2 separate regions of the Sus scrofa genome follow, and region 2 is linked to region 1. Evidence: chromatin contacts called from public Hi-C data. All regions are on one chromosome and are shown on one strand. The core of a region is the stretch at or near the end of the contact, and the rest is flanking DNA. Distances in the headings are between cores, read along the strand shown. Region 1 holds the start of SCLY (selenocysteine lyase). Region 2 holds the start of PER2 (period circadian protein homolog 2).

What was found. A called contact is a pair of places that touch in the nucleus more often than the background predicts.
Region 2: a Hi-C map of liver shows a contact between it and region 1, with 4 times the contacts expected there. The contact joins the promoter of PER2 here to the promoter of SCLY in region 1. A contact is called at or near these places in 1 of 47 Hi-C or Micro-C datasets (liver) and 1 of 2 datasets of contacts at active chromatin or transcription factors (alveolar macrophages).

The regions. Positions count from the first base shown.
Region 1 is chr15:137,632,708-137,639,002 of Sscrofa11.1, forward strand. SCLY (selenocysteine lyase) reads left to right here and starts at 4,369. Exons shown (of 12, transcript XM_021074966.1): 1 at 4,369-4,618. The coding sequence starts at 4,530.
Region 2 is chr15:137,835,440-137,841,246 of Sscrofa11.1, forward strand. PER2 (period circadian protein homolog 2) reads right to left here and starts at 2,415. Exons shown (of 22, transcript XM_021074888.1): 1 at 1,503-2,415. The coding sequence starts at 1,756.

The DNA.
Region 1 (6,295 bases), core at 3,119-5,618:
GTTCATGTAGCCTCATAAACTTGTGATTAGAGTTCCCATAGGAGCAGGGGAGAGAGAAAATTGTTTGAAGATATAATCGCTGAAAGTTTTCCAAACTGATAAATACTACAAACAGATAAAAGGTCAACAACTTCAAAGCAAAAGAACACGAAGAAAATTACACCAAGTCGCACTCTACCTTGCTTAAAATCAGTGGTAAGAGCAAAAATATTAAAATAAAGAATGAAAGACATAATATATAAAGGAACAAAGGAAAGGATTATAGCAGATTTCTTATTGGAAATAATGCAAGCAAGAAAACTGTGGAGAAAAATATTCATTGAGAAGAAAAAACTCGGGGTTTCTGTCGGGGCACAGCAGAAACAAATCTGACCAGGAACCATGAGGTTTCGGGTTCGATCCCTGGCCTTGCTCAGTGGGTTAAGGATCCGGCGTTGCCCTGAGCTGTGGTGTAGATCACAGATACGGCTTGGATCTGGCATTGCCGTGGCTGTGGTGTAGGCTGGTGGCTACAGCTCTGATTAGACCCCTAGACTGGGAACCTCCATATGCCATGGATGCAGCCCTAAAAAGACAAAAGAAAAAAAAAAGAAAAAACTCTGGAGTTCCCTGGTGCCTCAGGATTGATGGTTAAGGATCTGGCATTGTCACTACTGTGGCTCAGGTTGCTGCTTTGGTGTACGTTCCATCCCTGGCCCAGGGACCTTCCACATGCCCTGGGCATGGCCAAGAAAAGAAAAACTCAAGAACCCATAGAATTCTATATCTACGGAAGATATCAAAGATGAAGGTAAAAATAAAGATTTTTGTCATATGTACAAAAGCCGCAAAGTCCTACCAGCAGACAAACTCTGTAAGAAATTTTGGTGCAGCAGGTTAAGGATCCAGAGCTGCCGCACCTGTAGCAGAGGTCGCAGCTCAGACGCGATCCCTGGCCCAGGAACTTGCATATGCCATGGTGCAGCCAAGAAAGGAAGGGAGGGAGGGAGAAATGTTGAGCAAAGTCCTCAGGCAGAAGGACTCTGCCCCCCGGGGGAAGTGTGGAACCACTCAGGGTTTCTCAGCCTCAGCATGTTTGGCATTGGAGGCCAGGTTTGGCCCCACGTTGGGCTTTCTTGTGCATTGTAGGATGTCTGGCATCCTATGAGGCCTCTGCTACCTCGATCCCAGAAGCACCTGCCCCCTAGTTATGACAACTAAAATTGTCTCTAGATATTGTCAGATGTCCCTTGGAGAGAAAAGTCTTTCCTACTTGAGAATCACCATTAGATGGTTGTTTCTTTTCGTTCCTATTTTTCATCTCTCTATGCTTTTGAGCACTCATCTGAGAGAATTCCTCCGCTTAGCCATTTAGCTCATGAATCCATGCTTTATGCCTATATGACTCGTATCTATTGCTTTTTTAAAAACAGACTTTTTTTTTTTTTTGAAAAGGAAGAAATGTATTTCTATTTACAGATGATATCTTTTTTGTAAGATTTTTATTTGTTCTGTTACAGTTGATAGACTTTATTTTTTAAAGCAGTTTTCGATTCACGGCAAAACTGAGCAGAATGGAGAGTTGCCATATAAACCTGCCTCCTGCACGTATCACCTCCCCTGCTATGACATCACACAATTGGTGACATTTGTCGCAATTATGAACCGACACTGCCACATCATCAGCACCCACAGTCCCTAGTTACCCTGGCACTCTCCGTGTTGTACATCATAGGAGTTTTCACAAACGTACAATGTGGATCCATTATTAGAATATTATTCAAAATGGTTTCACTGCCCTAAAAAATCAGCTGTGCTCTGCCCACTCACCCACCTCTTCCAGCCAAGTCCCCGGCAACTCTATGGCATTTTTAAACTTCAATTATTATAGTGTCCATCCAATCTGGTTTTTTCTTTGTTGTTGGCCCTTTTTTTTACGACTGCCTTGGAGGAAAAAAAAAGATACCCATTGATCTCCTTGGACGTCATTCCTTTATTGCCGATTTTCCTGATGGCTCTGTGGCTTTTTTCCCTTAGGCGTGAGTTCCATTTCGTATCTCTTGTCCATGGAGGTGGCGTTCCTCAAATATTTAGTCTTTATTGGGCACTTATTTCGTAGTTAAGACACCCCGTTGGCGCCTCTGTCGCATGTTTGACTCGCCCACTTGGAGTCAGCTGGCCACTCCATCCTGTTGCCCCATGCTCTGCTTTCAGGGAGAGAGGAGGCCAGGCCACTCGGCCGGGCAGCACTGGTCCTCTGTGCGGGTGTCGCCAGCCACGTCGCTATCTGGTTTCTCTGAGCCCGCCACTGCAGTCACTCTATCCACCTGGACACACAAACCCTCTGACCGCAGCGGAACTGGTCCAAGGAGGCCTCGAGATGAGTCACCTCGTCAGTGGCCCTCGCGCCTCCAGCTCCCTTCCTCACAGCCTTGCGTCTAGGTTTAGATGATGCACCTTGCCCCCTCCCTTTCAACGCCCCACCCGCCTTCGCCCCCGTCTCAGGCTGGCTCCCTGCCTCTGGGACTTCACAGCCACGCCAGGTCCGAGCCACGTCTGCGGACCACAGGGCAACCCATGGCAACGCTGGATCCTTAAGCCCCTGAGCAAGGCCAGGGATGGAACCTGCATCCTCATGGGTACCAGTCGGATTCTTAGCTGCGCTGCAACAGGAACTCCGCTTCCTCCGGCCTCCTCGTTTGCTACCTGCCATCAGCCCGCACACATGCTCTCTCTCTAAGCCATCTCCCTTCATCGTGCCCCTCGACCCCCTTCCTTCCCCACTGCCCAGCCCTGCTCCTTCCTCACCCCTCCCTGCTGCTCTCCTCAAACTCCTCCGACCAAATTCATCAGCCGTCCTGACCGTGGCATTCAGCGCACACCTCAGATCGCCGCTCAGCTGCGCTCACACTCAGTCTTAGACTCTCCTCTCACCCTTTCTTTTCTCCTCTTTCAACTGCCCTTGAGTTTCTGTCTGTCTAATTCTTAAATCTTGATGTGTCCTTTGCTGCCTTTGAAAAAGAAGCTCAGAGTGTAAGCAAGAAGGACAGGAAATAGGAGTTCCTGCTGTGGCTCAGTTGTGATGAACCCGACTAGTATCCATGAGGACATGGGTTTGATCCCCAGCCTCGCTCATTGGGTTAAGGATCTGGCGATGCCATGAGTTGCAGCGGAGGTCACAGACAAAACTTGGTTCTGGTGTTGCTGTGGCTGTGTTGTGGGCTGGCAGCTGCAGCTCCAATTTGACCCCTGGGCTGGGAACCTCCATGTGCTATTGGTGTGGCCCTAAAAAGCAAAAAAAAAAAAAAAAAAAAAAAAAAAAAGGTAGAGAATGATAGGAAATTAAAAAAAAAAATCCAGAAATGTGGAGACTTGCAGAGCTGGAAAAGACAACTTCTTCTGGACTCCTGTTGAGGAGATTGAGCAAGTCCACAAACATCCAATTAAAATTCAGCTTCTTGGCACAGAATTCCTGAATTTATATTCTGGCTCCATTACTTCCAGTGTGAACCTGGGAAAGATGTGGACTTTTTCTGTACCTTAATTTCATCATATGTAAAGTGGGGATAAAGGGGATGGGGTGTTATCAAGATCAAACTAGAGAATAAATGAAAGGCACTGGGAACAGTGCCTGGCCACATGCTCAGAGCTCAATTAAACTTAGAAATTGGTATTTTGCCAAAAAGGCAAGAGACGGTGGCTTCATTAGAATTCAGCAATCTGGATCTCTGCCCTCTTGCTTTCAAAACTGACTTGTGTTAAGGTTGGCCGACTACACGAATGCTAGACTTTTCCATTTGACTGCCTCACAGACAACTCGACAGGTCCAAAGGTCCGCGCAGAGCCTTCCCTGCCGGGGTGTTCCTGTCCCAGGCAAAGGCGCCAAGTCACCGCCTTTCTCACTCTCTCGCAGGCTCCGCTTTCAGCATTCTTGCCTGTTTTACATCCTAAATCTATCCCGGATCCAGCTTTCCCGCGCCTCGCGCTCCCTGCTTAGTGTTCCCACGTCTCGCCTCGGATTCTGTAACAGCCTCGCCTCCAGACCCTCAGATCCACCCTCAGGAAACGAGTCCTAATTCCACCCAAGTCACTTATGCAGAAGGTCAGCTCACAGCGGGTCCCCCGGGACTGCGGTGGCACTGGACGTGGTCTGCCGGCCTCGGAGGACCCGGGCTCCCGCCCCAGCGGGCTGAAGCACCCGGATCCCTACCGTCCAGGCCGCGCCCCCCTACCCCCCAGCGCCCCCTGGGGCCTCTACCTTGTTGACAGCCCGGGCTCCAGGCAAGCCCCGCCCACCGCCGTGGGCTCGCCCCTGTGACGTGCACGAGCCCGCCCCCAGCCGGTCACAGGATAGCGCGCAGCCCGGGCCCCGCCTCCTCGCAGAGCATCTTTGAGGTGCGAGGATTGGCCGGCAGTGCGCAGCTCAGCCAATCCGGAAGCGCCCCGGCCCTCGCAGCTCCTCTCGGCCGCGCTCCGAAGCCTGACAGTTTCTGCGGGTTGGGACAGCGCCCGGGGCCAGCGGGCTGGATCCTGGCTGCGGCGGGGTCCGGATGGAGGCGGCCGGGAAGCGGAGCAGGGACGAGCGGGGGCGAGCGGCGAGTGTGCCGGACGGGCACGCAGAGAAGAGTCTGCTGGATAGGTACGCTCCTGGAGAGGAAGGCGGGGGAAACCAATGGCGCCCTCCTCCAGGAAGCCCTCCAGGCGCCGCGAGGCGAGGGCGGAGGGGAGCGGGAGGCCGGTGGCCACGCCCCGAGAGACAGGGCGGCCAACCATTGGTCACTTTCCGGGGGCAGGGTCCTTCCCGGAGAGGGGGCGCCAGCCGGCGGGTCACTGGCGGCTTGACGGTCCGCGCGGGCATGCAGCGCTGCCTGGCTGTCAGCGCGGGAGGCCTAAATTCGGGATGAGCGCCAGATGGACGCGCGGACGCGAGGCGTGGCCTGGGAAGGGCTCCTGGGGAGGTGACACTTGGGCTAAAGTCTGAGTGACATCCAGGAATCAGCCTTTCAAGTTCTGGGAACGGGCGGGTCGGGAAGAGGGAACCATTGCAAAGGCCCGAGGGCCGAAAGGAGCCCGCGGGATCCTAGGCAGCTGGGACTGCGGAGCGCGCGAGGCTGGAGAGGAGGAGCTTGGAGCGGCTGTCAGGGAGCAGAGCGCCAGAGCCCAGGAAGGACTTTGGGGAGTAGTACTCTCAGGGTGACGGCGATCTTGGAGATTTGAGCAGGGGAGTGGTGTAATTTAGTGATACTATAAATTACTATTTCATATGTTGGAAGATTCTTCTAGCCTCATTGTAGAGTGTAGGAGTTACAGGAAGCAGGGGAACCGGTTGGGGACTCTTGTAATAATTCGGGAGGAAGAGAAGGTATGGCCCAGAGTGGTGGCACCTGTGGCGGGAGAAGTGGATGTCCTGGGACAAAACTCACGGGACTTGCTCCTGCGCGGTGTAGGGCAGGAGAGATTGAGAAGGATGCTCCCAGGCTCCTGACCTGAGTGGCTGGCAGAGTGGAAGGAAGATGCAGGCACTTTCAGCCCAGGCTGCCCTCCAGCCTGTGGGAACCTTTCCCTGGGGTGGGGGAAATGCATTTTTTGTTTGTGAGTCTTTGCCCTCCATCCGGGAATATGTGAAATATTGGGGGGGGAATGGGTGTCTCTCTCTTTTTTTTTTTGGTCCTTTTAGGGCCACACCCACAGCATATGGAGATTCCCAGGCGAGAGGTCGAATCCGAGCCAGAGCTGCCAGCCCACACCACAGCCACAGCCACAGCAGATCCAAGCTGCGTCTGCAGCCTACACTGCAACTCATGGCAATGTCAGATCGTTGACCCACTGAGGGAGGCCTGGGATGGACCCACATCCTCATGGATACCAGTCGGGTTCCTGTGTGTCTTTAAAATTTGAGTCCTGGCCTGAATCTGACCATTTCTTTCATTAGACATTCTTCTTTGGTTGGGACCGAGAAGAAGGAGCTGGGAAAAGGTACCGAGTCAGAAGAGACTCAGGATGCCTTCTCTCCTTTGGTTCTGAACCTCGGAGAGTTGAGCTTTCCCTGCAGTATTGATAGCACGTTAAGGGAGCTGTAAGTTTAAGTACCGAGGCTGAGTAATCGGTAAAGTCTTCATCTGCAGCTCAAACCGTGAATTCGCTCAGCCCAGCAGCAGATTGAAGCACTGCGGTCACTCGTGGTCTGGGGAACTTTGGGATCGTTATTTACAGGAAGTGAGAGCAGAATTAGGGTCGCATGCAAATTTCAGTGTCAGCAGGGCCAGGGGATTCCTGATACTGTGCTGGCCAAGAATGGCTGGTCAGACTCCCTGCC
Region 2 (5,807 bases), core at 1,165-3,664, 200 kb after region 1:
GACAGTGACAGATACCTGCGAACACCCACGGTCCCATCCCTGCTGGCATATCACACACGCAGCTCCACTTAAGGCAAAGGAGTCCCTTTCCTCGTTTCACTCAGACGCCTCACAAAAAGTGATGAGCCTTGTGTTGAACAGCTCATCGTCTGCTGAAAAGCTTCAGGTCGAGTCGTGCTCCCTCCTCAGCCAAACCCGCTCAGGCCTGGAGACCGAGCGTGGGGGCAGAAGGCGGGCACCTCCGCTTTCAGCAGAGGGAACCCGGTGGCCTTGCTGCCAGGGGCCTGGGAGGCGAGAGGTATTCACGGAGGGGCTTCTGCCATGGTGCTGGGATTCTTAACGTTTGGGGGGCCGGAGGCCCCTCCCCCCAAATTCCAGCCCCCTTGAGATTCAGCGGCACCCAATTTTAGGCCCTGACAGAACTTCGGAAGCTGATTCTGACCGACCCAGATCAATTCCTTCCGGATGATGGAAAGACCCTGCAGGCACCCTGAGCCTAGGCCTGGCCTTGCCGTGACGTGTGCCCAGCGGGCATCTGGGCCTCAGTGTCCTCAACAGTCAAGCTAAGGATGGTTTCCGGGGTACCTTCTGGCTCCGTTTTTCTGTGAGTATGAATCAGCTTTCCAAACTGTTTCTTCTGTGTAGGTTACAGAAACCCTGGCAACCAGTTGTCATCTCTTACCTTGGCCTTTCCGGAGCGGGCCGCCACCCACCCCTGGGTCCTTTCCAGGACTTGGCTGCCAAAGTACACCCAGAAGCATAAACTGATTGCTGCTTCCCAAAGGAGGATCCACGCTGGCCCCTGCCCCCGGCTTCTACCCCACCTGGGGAGAGAGAATAGACGCAGAGACCCAGGGTGGACATCAGGTGTCCGGGCCCTGCCTGGCCCAGGAAATATCTTGTCTCTCTGCTCACCCACTGCAGGGGACTCATGGGCTGGCCAGGTAGGACTCCTAGACCAGCGCCCAGCGGTGGTCCTTCCCCAGCCGGAGACTCGACTCTCTGGCCTCTGAGCAGGATGCCAGCTCCCGGAGGGGCCCTTCATGTTCCCAGGGACTGTCATACTGACCCTCTGTTGCCTCGGCCTTTCCAGCCTTCTCTCATGGGGGGTGGGGGTGGGGTGGGATAAAGCAGGGGAGAAGAGGAGGGTGCATAGAGAAATCATGTAGAGAAGGACAGTGGGATGTGAGAGTCACTCAGAAGCTCTGTGACCTTAGACATGTAGCCTAACCTCTCTGGACCTCAGTTTCCTAATCTGTGAAATGGGAAGAACAGTACCCACCCCAGGCCGGTTTCAAGACCAGGAGGAGTCAAATGGCCCAGGAAACCCTCGACCGCGCCTCCGCGAGCTAGAGGAGCCTTTGCCGCCGTCTGGAGCCCGTCGCCGCCGAGACCCCAGACCGCCGCCAGCCCGGCGGCGGTTACGTAACCAGTAAGCCCGGAGGCCGGACGTGGGTCCGCGCCCAGGCCGACAGGCCCAGCCCGCGGCGCAGCGCACTCACCGGGGCCGTGTCCCCGCCGGTCCGCCCGATCGTCCGCGCGTCGCCCGCCGACCCCGCGCCCGCGTCGCTGTCGCCGCCAAAAGCAGCGCGTAGCCCTCAGGGCCGCCCACCTCCGCCACCGCCGCCGACTCGCCGCTGTCACATAGTGGAAAACGTGACCGCTCGCCGTGCCCGCCCCCGGCGCCCGCCATTGGCCGCAGTGCCGCCTCATCTGCATACCGGGAGGGCCGGGCCTGCAAGCGCCGCGCACCCATTGGCTGAGGCGCCCATCGCTCTCTTTACATAAGACGCACATGGAACTCCATGTTCACCGCGTCGGTTCCTCAATGAAGACGCGGGGAGCTCGAGCCTCCCTCCCTGTCCTCCTGAGTGGTCCCTTCCACTTCCGGCCTCGGAGACTTCCATTCAAGACAGCTCTCATCTGTCGGCTTAGGGAGAGCGGAGTGGCGCGTACCACCGCGGGGCGGGGGAGCTGGGCGCGGGACCGGGAAGGGCTCCTGTGCATCCCGGCGGGCTGGGCAGCCGAACTCCGCCTGAAGTCCAGGGCTCGAGAGGCTGCCACCCGGAACAACTGGCCAGAGGCGCACCCGCCCGCGGCCAAGGCCTTGGGAAACTCCCTGCAGGCATCTTTCATCCGCTCATTCATATTCATTCATTTACTCACTCTCATTCATTCATCGCTGGGCGCTGAAGCTGCCCAGGGGACCCGACAGAACCGCCCTGCAGGAGCTTCTGGTTCACGCCCACCTAGACCATTCAGGGTGACAATTGCCCCAGATCTACCAGGACACTAGCTTCCAGGTGGGCTTTCTTATTTTTCAGACCTTGTGTCGCAAGTTTTGGTTTAGCAACGAGGGTCCTTGTTACTACAAGGATGTACAAAAGGAATAAATGATGTCCCTGCTCTCAGCCACGTCATTAGGGAGAAGGGACCGTCTCATGAAAAGGGAACTTAATGAAATGCACAACTGGGCAATATGGACGGTAAGTTAACCAGGGCTAGAGCTATGCCCGGCGGCTCCATGGAGGAGGCAGCACCTGAAGACTGGGAAAGGTGTTGGGGACCTAGGCTGTGGCCATTTGTTCTTTCAGTAAGCATTGTTTGGGGCATGTAAGCCCCCGGCCTTCTGTCTAGAGCGTCAGGAGAGAGTAGAACTTCCTCGCAGACTAGGTAGAGGCCCAAGGCTTTCCTGTGGGGCAGGAACCCGCAGGGCTGCTCCGCTCCAGCAGGCTCTGAAGCTGCAGGGTCCAATGGAAGAGGCGAAGCTGGCTGGGCTCTGAAGGGCTGAAGAGGCCTGTGGTTTGTCCTTCCACTGATCCATTCTTCCTAGGCTCTCTTGGGGACCAGGGACAGGAGGGAAGAAGAGTTATGATCCGGGGCCTGTAGCAAACCAAGCTGCCAGTTCCCAAAGCCAAATCCACATCAGGTATTTCTATGTGCGAGTCCGTTTTTCCCCTCACCTCGGCCAGGTGCGCGTGCAGCTTCATCAGACATGGATGTGACATGGGGCGATACCAACTTCAGGAACCTCCTTCCTACATATGGGCTGGCAGACCCGCCGCTGGGCTCGCACTCCTTGGAGAGGGTGGCCCCTCCTTCTGCTTCTCCGACAGTCACACCTTGGCACACCCCCCGCGCCCTTCCCTCAGTGCGTGCACACAAATGCCAAACAAATCCAGGCCCAGCTGCACCCTGCACACTCCCAAAGGCCTTTTGTTTCTTCGCATACATTGACGTCAATGGTGAGGTGCATTGTTCTGGAAGCAAGAGAAAACAGGCAGCCCTTTCACTTCCCGCAGAGATTCTCCTGCTCACCTGCTCTGTGGTCTTGCTCTATATTCTGCCTTCAGCCTAGCATCGCATTTCCTCCCTAATTTTAGCCTTTTCTGTTTGCACCCATTCATCCAGTAAAAGGTGAAATCCATTCTGTTAGAAATTATCAGCCTCATGGGCCTCTAGAACTCCTCAGAATCGAATCTGTGCTCAGGGTCTCACAGCTGCTTTCTTCATTCTTGTTATTGGAATCTTGCATTCAGTCCACAAATGGTTGCTGACACCTGAGTATTGAGGGGCACGCCCCTCATTGGGTCCTTGGCTTGGAAGGAGTTCCCGGTGTAGGAGGGGTGATGAGGCAGGTCCGGAAGCAGTTTCATCAAAATGGGTTGTGAGTCCCAGGTGAGCAGAAAAGACCTGGGCAGAGGCCTCCAGCCCAGCTCCAACAGGGCGCAAACCCCTAGGACAGGCCAAGGCTGTGATGACATCCACACTGATGGTAGCTGAGCGTGGGTGTGCGCTCGCGTGCATTTGTGCTTTCAGGTTGTGGGAGGTCGGGGGAATGAATTCTTTCCTGGTGAGTCTACGCTGACCTGGGAATGTGCTAGGATTAGCAGTCTTCTCTCGCACAGAACTTCTGGCACCGGGGAAGGCAGGCTGGCAGGAAGGATGTCCTGGTGGGGCGGTGGTGAGCCAGGGGCCCCAGCTATTGGGGGATGCTGTCCGTGGGAAGAGCTGGCCTCGGGTCTCAGCCTTCACCCCGCCTCCGAGCTAAGGCCGCTTGCCCCTGCCCCTGGTCCATTTCTAGCAGCCTGTTTCCTCCAGTGGGTCTGGCTTAGGTTCGGCCCTGTCCACTCATGCTTGGGCCCTGCCTGCAGGGCGCCTCTGCACCTGAGCCCCCAGGACACGCGCTGGCTCTCTTGTTTGCATGTGCACTCGGGCAGCCAGCTGTGTGTGAGGCAACTACTGAGTGTGACAAGCATTGTGCTGGCCACTGCTTGCTCTCCTCCTGGGTTACACGGTTTCTGAGCCTGCAGCTGGGGCAAGAGCTGGGAAGACAAAGGCCAGAGGCCAGGAAGAGGACTGTGTCCACGCGGAGGGGCCATCCTGTCCTCTCTAAGGAGGTGGAGGGGATGCTGTTGATCTTTCTGGCCCTGCAGAGGCCTTTCCTGGGTCTAGGGCCATTGGAGATGAGACTGCCTGACCCTGACCCTGACCCTGACCCTGAGCCTCTCTCTCCAGCCTCCCCCATGCCCAGCACTGGGCAGCAAGGCTGCTCCTGTCAAGGACACCTTCAGCCAGCTCAGGGGAGGGCCCAAGGGCATGGGCAGGGGTGTCCAGGGTCTGAAGACACGGATGAGACAAGGCCCACCTGCTCCTCGTGGGTGGGAAGTTCCCTGAACCAGGCGGTGACCAGAGGGCCGGCGCTCTGGCTGCGAGTGGTCTGGGGACCAGTGTAAAGAGGTGTCTCTGGTGTGCTAGCTGCTTGCTGAGAAGGGGTTTTGTGTTTTAAACTTGGAGTCCCCCTGTGGCACAGTAGGTTAAGGATCTGGCATTGTCACTTCAGCGGCTCTGGGCACTGCTATGGCACGGGTTCCACCCCTGGCCTGGGAATCCATGTGCTGCAAGTGCCACCACACAAACAAATGGACACATGAAAACTAAATATAGATCCAGGAAGGCTGTCCTCTGTTTGGGGGAGACGTGTGTGTGTCACGTGAGTGCCCGTTCGTTTTCCCCCAGGATGTCGTAGGAGGGTCCCTCAGCAATGAGTGGGCAGCCGCCATGTTTCTTTCCCTCATCACAGAGAAGAGACTCTGAAAAGGCACTGAGCACGTCTGCACAGCGCTCCTTGGCCGGGAGTGTTGGCCTCCGCGTCCCCACTGCCCCTTCACGAGAGACACCCTTGGCATCGCAGTCCTGAAGGCACAGGCCAGCACCTCCAGGACCACGTCGAATGGCAATGGTGACAGTGGACATTCTTGCCCAGGTCCCAGCTGGAGAAAAAGTGCTCCGTATTTCACCATAAAATATGATGTGGACCTCAGGTGTTTAGTGTTTCATAGGTGTCCTTGTCATAAAGAGAGCGTGTCTTTTATCATATTATTATTAACATAAGTGTTATCTCATAGATTATTATAGTTTTTTTGGGCCATGCCCATGGCATGTGGAAGTTCTGGGGCCCGGGATTGAACTCGGGCCACAGCAATGACACCACCAGATCCTTAACTTCCTGAGCCACCAGGGAAGGCCTACCTATTGTTATAGTTTGCTGAGAGTCTTTAAAAATCATACGTAGGTGCAATGACTTTTAGTCATGGCAATTATTATTTTAAAATATTCTCCCCCAAATAAACCCAATCTGTTTTGCAGATCCGCAAATAATCTAAATCACCATAGGTTTGTCTCTAGGCGGTACAACGCTGCATACAGACTTGCTTCCCTCATCATTCTGTCTTAAAAAATACAATGAGCACAAAAACTAGTGCCTTTTTTACGTGCTCCTTCTCCATTGCTATAGGAATCCAGGG